Regions from separate parts of the Zea mays genome. Here regions 1 and 2 are each linked to region 3. Evidence: chromatin contacts called from public Hi-C data. All regions are on one chromosome and are shown on one strand. The core of a region is the stretch at or near the end of the contact, and the rest is flanking DNA. Distances in the headings are between cores, read along the strand shown.

Region 1 (3,058 bases), core at 458-2,957, 660 kb before region 3:
GACGAACAGGGCCGAAGAACAGGACCAGAGGAGGGAGAGGACAATCCTCACCGACGAACAGGGCCGAAGGAGCACCGCTGTTGACAGACTTGCAGCACGGTGGTCGTCGACCGAACCTGCTCCTGAGCGAGTCACGCCGCACGAGGGGAGGTCAGGAGGAGGAGCGCTGCGGGATCCATCTCCAGCAGGGCGTGTAAACAGTCGTGCAAAGTACTGTTTTGTACGGTAGATTGCACTATTTACAGAGTGCAGTTTGAAATAGAAAGTGAGATAGAGAGTGGAATAAGGAGTCTGCTGGAGAAAGACTAAGGAGCGGTAACGAGAAGCTACCCTCCGTATCCGGTCACAGACAGTGCAACCCAATACGGGCCGTCCCAACCAAACGCTCAATAATGGGAATGGGTCACGCTGGGAATGCATCTCAGGTTTGAAAACGACCAAACAAACAGCTCTTAATACTCCCTCCGGTCAGGTCAGCCAAAATAAGCTAGAAGCAAGTCAATCTTAGGTAGTGTTTGGTAGGAGCCAAATAGAACGGAACCGTTCTGTTCCAGTTTTAGCTGGAGGTAGTTGCATGAGAATCACCAGAAGGCAATGTGTGATAATATTGGAGGGATAATAAATAAGATATATTGGAATCACCAGTAGGAAAGATATGAGATGATAAAACAAAATGATGGTTTCACAACGGTAACGAGCAGAACTTAGGTAGCTGGATCACACACGGACGCACACATACAGGCTACTTGTAGATTATTACTTCTTCTTGTTGATGACTGTGACGGTGCCGTCCTTGTTAGCGACGATGACTGTAGTGGCCATGCCAAGAAACATGCCATGCTCGATGACGCCGGTGATCCGGAGCAGACGATCGCTGATGTCCAGCAGGTCGCCGCGGATACCGTCCTCGAAGAACATCTCCACGATGTAGTTGCCGTTGTCGGTGAGGAACGGCGCGTCCGAGTCCTCCCCATTGGCGGCGGGGACCGTCCTCAGCCTGGCGTGGAAGCCAGGCACTCCATCGAACACCTTGCGGATGAGGCCGAGCGTGTGGGGCGCGCCGAAGGGGATGACCTCGACGGGGACGGCGCCCGTGCAGCCGAGCCTCGGCACGAGCTTGGACTCGTCGACGATGACGACGAACCGATCGCCGGCGCCCTCGATCATCTTCTCCCGGAGCAGCGACCCGCCGCGGCCCTTGACGAGGTTGAGGTCCGGGTCGACCTCGTCGGCGCCGTCGATGGAGAGGCGGATGCTGGCGCCCGAGGCGGCGTCGAGCGGAAGCAGCGGGATCCCGACGCGGGCGGCGTGGGCCTCCGTCTTGAGGGAGGTGGGAACGCCGGCGACCCCGGGCAGCGCGCCCGCGCGGAGGAGGTCGCCCAGGCGGTCCAGCGCGTGCGCGGCCGTGGAACCCGTGCCCAGGCCCAGCGTCATGCCGGACTCCACGAACTCCACCGCGCGGTGCGCCGCCACGCGCTTGAGCTCGTCCTGCGTCAGATTCCCAGACGGCTGCGGAGAGGCGGCGGCGCTGCCCATGGTGAGGGGCGGTGGCGGGAGCAAGGGAGGCTTGGACCTTGGAGTGGCGGCGCGCGTATCTACAGCAGCCGCAGTTTGTGCACAAGTGCAAAACGCTTTGGATGGACGGGACTGGGGAGAAGCACGAGCGCCGAGCGGGCCGGGCCGGGCCGGCACATCCATCCGGGAATCGGGATCCGTTTTGCCCTAGCTAAAATTGGTAAATTTGGAGCAGATTAGGACAATGTTTCACAAAACCATAGCTTTACAATACCATACTTTGCGGACAATACAAAAGTTTTGGCTGGCTCTAAGAATATCATAATTTCGAGAAACATTGTTTAGGTATAACATTATAAACCATTACCATAAAAATTTTAGTTTTGAGTGAAGTTTTCAATACTTCAAAAACATCATGGTATCTAAAATATTATGATTTTAAAATATAGTTTTTAAAAGTGCAACCAAACATTTTATGGTATAAAATACTATGGCATTTTTATAAACCATAAACTTGGTATTATCTAGACTCCCTTGCGAGAAAGTTAGCTAAAGTTGTTGCTCTATTTACTATAATCAACAATAAATTGGAAATTGACATATTGAGGGTGTGTTTGGTTTGGCTTTTGCCCCATAAAAGTCAAAAGCCAAATCAAAGGGTTGGATCAAGGAAACAACTTTTTCTAAAAGCTGACTTTCTCGCAGTGCAAAACTAAAAATATCTGTGGACCTGTTTTTAGTGGCTTTCGGATGGAACTGTGAAAACATATATCGAAGAACTTTTAACGACTTTAGTGGTTTCCACCGAACGGTTTTTAGCTTTTTAACAACTCACAGCCCACAACAGCTTTTTCCACAGGTCACAGCTCACAACAACTTTTTTCACAGCCACAGCCCAACCAAACAGACCCTGAAGCTTCTATACATGATGACTATTGAAGCCACATAATGAAATATTGAAGCTTCTGTACATGATTATGATGTTGATGCCTTTTAGATATAGCTTATAATTTTCAGCGGATTGAGAGATGTTGCTTCTCAGGATTTTCTACAGCAACAATGAAGAATATCAAGCCATTCAACTGTATTCAATTGTATCATAGCACGTGTTGCTAGATGCTGACATACACATAGCTACACATTAGGAAATAACAATGAGATAAAATATATATATATATATATATATATGCCTTCTTTACCTTTACTACTATAAAGCATCAGTTTCGACGGTCGTCCTGCGTCACGCGTGAAGCCGTAGGTTTATTCCCCTCCAGCTAGCAGTGGGTCGATACACTATAGGTAGGCTGTAAAAACCATCCAAGCCCCTATTAGTGGATCATTGCCCTACTCCCAAACCCCTATTAGTGAGCCATTACCCCATAGATGGGTCGAGACCACCCAAACCGTATACAAGAGGAAGTTCCCAAAAAATCATGTGGGACTCCTTTCTCCAAGCTCTTCATCTTCATAGCTCAACTCACAAACACTTGCAACTCAGCCGCAAGTTTAATCATGTCCGCTATCGTCTAACCTCGTTATCATG
Region 2 (2,947 bases), core at 352-2,851, 750 kb after region 3:
AACCCTTCTCATCAGATTCCTTGAAGGCTCTGAGGGCGTCCTTGCCACCAAGAACATCCTCAAGCAGTTCCTCACTGCTGAGGTAGCGGTATATTATGGAATTCGCAAGCAGCTTGGCGATGTTGCGCTTGGCTGTGCAATCCGTACCTGTGCATAAAGGAACAACCCAGTCGGTGTCTGCATTTTTTTAACCTTTGGTCCCCTATCCAAGGCACAAATTTAACACATGAAAAGAAGACATCCTGGAGCTCATCTGCTCATGGAAACTACTGAGAAATCAGCTTAAGAGGCACAATTGTTTGGTTGGTCAACAAAAAGAAGCTTGGATGGTGGATGACATAGGTTGAAAACAAATGCAAGTTCAAAAACAACTGTGGATCCTTCTGCAGAACAAAGTGGTCACAATGGATAGGCACTGTCAAGGATTGTAATGTCGACCAAATTTGCAAGGTCTGTAGGAAACACCATATTCTATTGTAGGCTGGCAGAAAATTGTAGGCTGGGTCTGGGACTACAATTACTTAGCTAGACAACAACAAATCAATATTCTATTGGTGATCAACCATAACTGTGGGAACACCATGACGGCAGAAGGTATTGGATACTCAACTAGAAAATGTTTGGCAACTTGTCTTCTGTCTCGTACTCTCATCCAGAAGAAATTCTTTGCTGTAAATTGTGGTGGTCAAAGAAACTGATGAGTTTTAGAATTCCACAGTGTCCTCACACCAATATCAGTTGTTTTCTCTTGTGCTGTTTGGATGCATACTGACCTGACATTTGTATCTTGGCAACTTAAAATATTCTGTCCGATGTCCATTACAACAATTATAATGACAGCAAAGATCACATCACATATTGATATCTATTCCCGAAAGATTGTCATAACCAAGACCTGGGCTATGCCTAAGGTTGGCTAAAAAATGTTGGTTGGATCAAGAACAAGCCCATTTTTTACGAGCAGTTTTCTTACTTTTGGGCTGCTAAGATTAATGTCGGTTAGTTTGTTGTGTTACGAAATTTAAAATGTGTCTAGATTTGATTGTTGTGGCTAACGATTGGTTTGCTGAGGCCTTTTAATCCCCCTATCCCCTGGAAAAAAAATTCCAAAGGAAGCTGACAAGCATACCAACAATATAGATTGGCGTTTTCCTGAAATCGCCAACGGCCTCCGCAGTTCTCCTCTGCATTAGATTGCAACCAAGAAAACCATGCAAAATCCGTCCATAAGTAGGGCAACGATTATTTAAAAACAATAACAGGAAGATAAAATATGACAGGAACAGGGGGAGGGAGAAGGGTGGAGCCTACAAGTAGATCGACGGATGGGTTGAGTTCCTCTAGAGGTATTTCCAAGCCTGCAAAGGGAATGGTGAGAGAGGCGGTATTTGTACATTGAGAAATGGGAACACCAAAAGGAAGGAACGGAGAGATTGCAGCACTGTACTTGGGAAGGCGCGGAGACGGTGACGCTGGATGCAGCGCGCGGTGCAGAGTGACGCCGGCGGTGTAACGGACGAGAAGCGCCTCGGAGGGACGGTGGATGGAGAGAAGAAGCCTGTCGCCGCCGCTGTAGCTGCTCGCATCGCCATGGTGCCTGTGCCGTTGGTCGCTCCGCCTCCTCCCCGTTATCCGCAACTGCAAAGGCGCAGAGCCGAAGGAGCTCACCTCCGCCTTTGATGTGAGAGTGGACGGTGCTTGATCGATACGCCTCGTGGGCCCCACTTTCCAGTCTCGGATGGCCCAACACGAAAGGCCCAGTGGCCTGGCCTTAGCTGTAGCTAGGGCCGGAAAAAAAGCTCGAGCTCGACGAGCTAGCTCGGGCTCGCAGCAGCTCGGCTCGGCTCGGACCGGCTCGACGCTCCGAACGAGCCCGAGCCGAGCCTGTTTTTCTGGCTCGTGAAAAGAGCGAGCCAGCTCGGCTCGGCTCGGTGCAGCTCGCGAGCTGGCTCGTGGCTCGACCCAACAACAATTTGTTACATAAAATCTTAATTAGCATATAATATTAATATCGAGTAGACAATTAATTTATGTTATTTGAGATTACTATACAAAAATAATCTATTTTATACATTATATTAGTAATATATCTATTTTACTAATTTAAAATATATTATTTAAAATATTTTTAAGATTTTATATTATAATTTAGAGAGCAGATTTAATTTTATGCCTAGGCTCGTTGACTCGGCGAGCCGGCTCGCGAGCCAGGAGCGAGCCGAGCCGAGCCGCTTTTTCCAGCTCGTGAGATGGGCGAGCCGAGCCGAGCTCGACTCGTTACATGAGCGAGCCGCAGCGAGCCGAGCCGAGCCGAGCCGAGCTCGGCTCGTTTCCACCCCTAGCTGTAGCCCTCAGGCCGCGGTATGCGCTCTGGCTCTGGATGCCGCACAGAGGACCTCAGGCGAACACAGTCACTACACGTATGATTGGATGCATGCGCGAGCGCATGCAGGCCCAATCATGTCCCGCGGGATACGACCGATTCTTGTGCATATGTGGATACAATAAAATAAGCTTAGACTGCACCAGTGCATGCGCGCCCAGCTTCCTAGCTACAGCGAACCAAACACGGGCTCAACTGTAGTCAATGCATGTGAGGAGTCTAGCTCTCCTGATACAGCCAACCAAACACATGGTACGTAACAGTGCGGGTCCTGACAATTTTAGGATGCATTTGGTTGGAGTCAATTAAAATAGAACGACTGCATTCTAGTTTTTAGAATGGATCCGTTCTATTCTCCGTTTGACAAGCAGAACATAGTTACTCTATTTTTGTTTGGTTGAAGAGTACAATAAAGCAGAGCTGCTCGGTTCTTTGTTTGGTTGGAGAGTTGTCGGCGTCTCGAGACCGGGGGGTCCCTAAGCCGACGAGTGAGTGTGCCGCGTGCCCCAGCCCAGATGGGTCGAGCGCGTGGGCGAGCGCGAAGGGGGGAAGCGAGGTGGCCGG
Region 3 (2,714 bases), core at 177-2,676:
TGTAACAGTGAAAGCAGAGGAACAAAATTAGCATGCTTTGTATTGTTGTAACTCGTAACCATGAAATGTGGTAATTCATTAGTAAGCATGCCCACACAAATTGGAGAAATAATATAATTTCAGGAACGCGTGGTAGATTCTTATAGTAGTCCAATAAACAAATCAAGATGCCATATGAACAATAATCATGGTGTCATATGAACAATAATGATCCAATGCTAGTCATTGATGCACATGTAACCCCTTAGTGGAGCACAAGATCATAGACAAATTAGCAGTATAACAAGTTAAGAACCTAATACACTTTGGCATGAATCTTTTTCAACTCGCCGCAATAAACAAGAACTGGCATTCAGATTGATACTGTTTTTCATGGCCTCCAATCTAACACTGCAAGCTATAAACCAATGAAGCTAGAGTTCTCCAAGCAAGCAAGCAAACATGTGCCCTTACAAAACTAAATGGTTGCAGCGAAATTGGCCAGCTGTAGAAATTATTGCTTAACAGAAACTATACCAAGACTACGATCAATATGGGAGGTACTATAGGGCATGATACCTCCCTTTTCAGAAAATAGCTGGTGGCACTACCACAAGTAACTGTATACCAAACAAGAGTACGCGGAAGGAGCTAAGGGAGTATTTGGGAGTGCTCCAGGTTCTAGCTCCAGCATGGAAAGTTTATAACATAAATTTAAATAGTTTAAAACATTTTTAATCTAAATAATAAACAAAATAACTTATCTAAATGTCTTCTAAAGGTTCACAGCTCTTGCTCTACGGCTTTCTGGAGCAGCTAATGAAATGTTCCACCAACTCAACCAAATTTCTTGGAGCTAGAGCAGTCTCAAACAGGCCCTAAATCATACACAGAAACAGCAACGAAAATGGTACGACTAGCACGTGGAAGTTCATGTTACAAATTCACTAGAAACAATCAACTATACAAATTGAGTGCGCATCAGATTCTTCAACGCCTAACGCAACTCAACTCTACTCGTCGACGCTCCCCACAAATGAATCTAACTTCACACGCGCGGAAATGGCCCGGTCGTCAACTCTAACCACAAAAACTGACTCAGATCTAGAAACCAACGCAGGAACCAATCCCGCACAGCGAAGACACGAGCGAGCACCCAGCCGCGACGAACTGACGGATCGAGACAACCTAAACCACACCCGAACCGGTAGCACAGATCGGGCCCGAGATCCGGGAGCGGATCGAGACAGGCCCCTAGATCCAACTAGGGAGAGACTAGGGTCTTGACCTGCTACTTACGTCGTTGAACGCGGAGTGGCAAACCCCGCGGCGTACGGCCTGAGCGGAGCGGGAGGCCTCAGTCCACGGGGGCGCAAGGGCGGAGGGAGCGCGCGGCCCGGGCGCCGATCGACGATGCGCAGGCGCGTGGGGCGGAGGGAGGGCAGGGGTGGAGGCGGGCGGCGGCGGAAGCGGTAGGAGTGGAGGGAGGGCGAGGCGAGGAAATCAAATAATAATGCGGGGAAAAAGAAAAGGAGGGCATCTTTGCTGAGGTCGGAGTGCGACGTGGGGAGCGGCCGTGGGGGCACAGTGACCGTTGGATCGGGCGTCGATTGCTGCGATGGGGGCGAGGGTTTTTTATTGGGTGGGGTGATATTTTTTTGTAAAATGGTTTTCGTGTTGGTTTGGTTATCGCCTTTTATTGGCTTTGAAGTTTTGGACGCTACCGTACTGTGGTGGTGATGATTTCGACAGTGTGATCTCACTCTCACTTCCATTGTAGACTAAAAAGATGTTCGCTTTATATTAAAGTCGGTTGTTTAAATTACTATAGCTATAATCTTTAAAGACAAAAATATTATATAAGTAATAGAAATCATTACGGATTGCAAGCTGAGCTAAAGGGTAAAAACGGTCGCAAAAGGTCTGAGCGATCAAACAAAACCATTAACCACTTCTGTTTTCACATTTCTATTCAAAATCATAAACAGTCACAAGGAAGTGGTAGAGAATACGAAATCGATATAATGAGATATGAGAAACGAAACTATTTAGTTTTTCTGATTAAAGTTAGTTCATATCACATCAAATGTTTGAATATCAATTATAACTATTAAATATTGACATAATTAGGTTTAATAAATTTGTCTATGTCTTTTAGTCTTCGTATATGTAATTAGTTTTATAATTAGACTTAATACCTATAATTATCATTTAAACATTCGATGTGACATGGACTAAACTTTAGTAGTGTGAAATCAAACACCACCTTAAACGGTAGTTGTGGGCAATCGGTAATTAATTCAAAAATAGCGATTCAGGTAACCACTTCGAATGTTTGGTACTCCCTACGTCCAATATATAAGATGTAACCACCTTTAGTTCAAAAATCAAGAAATGTATCTAATTCTCTCTATATTATTGCATCAATGTACCATAACTAGAGGAAGCATGTCTTATATTATGGGGGCTAGAATAAAAAATAGTCACACCTTATATACTAGAACGAAGGAAGCACAACACAATGAATACAAAAATAAAATGGTCTAAGTGGGGATATATATCTCCTGGGTCCTCATAACACGAATTGGGTCCATAGGTTGTTAAAGGGCCTAAGTGGGCTGAACGGTTGGTTTTATGGGTTGTATGGCTAACTCAGACTCAGAGACGACACATGGCTTGGAGTCCAAACCATCGTGGAGGTCGTTTCTATACAGAAGCTTTGCATCGCACACAAG

The links. A called contact is a pair of places that touch in the nucleus more often than the background predicts.
Region 1: a contact with region 3 is called in a Hi-C map of endosperm, with 3 times the contacts expected there. The contact joins the promoter of LOC100285676 here to the promoter of LOC100383778 in region 3. A contact is called at or near these places in 2 of 25 Hi-C or Micro-C datasets (ear and endosperm).
Region 2: a contact with region 3 is called in a Hi-C map of tassel, with 4 times the contacts expected there. The contact joins the promoter of LOC100283991 here to the promoter of LOC100383778 in region 3. A contact is called at or near these places in 2 of 25 Hi-C or Micro-C datasets (leaf and tassel).

The regions. Positions count from the first base shown.
Region 1 is chr1:156,208,232-156,211,289 of Zm-B73-REFERENCE-NAM-5.0, reverse strand. It overlaps LOC100285676 (ribose-5-phosphate isomerase), which reads right to left and starts at 1,707. Exons shown (of 4, transcript NM_001358286.1): 1 at 761-1,707. The coding sequence starts at 1,698.
Region 2 is chr1:154,799,430-154,802,376 of Zm-B73-REFERENCE-NAM-5.0, reverse strand. It overlaps LOC100283991 (shikimate kinase family protein), which reads right to left and starts at 1,601. Exons shown (of 9, transcript NM_001156889.1): 1 at 1,448-1,601; 2 at 1,312-1,358; 3 at 1,130-1,184; 4 at 1-147. The coding sequence starts at 1,592.
Region 3 is chr1:155,551,031-155,553,744 of Zm-B73-REFERENCE-NAM-5.0, reverse strand. LOC100383778 reads right to left here and starts at 1,426. Exons shown (of 3, transcript NM_001359630.1): 1 at 1,279-1,426.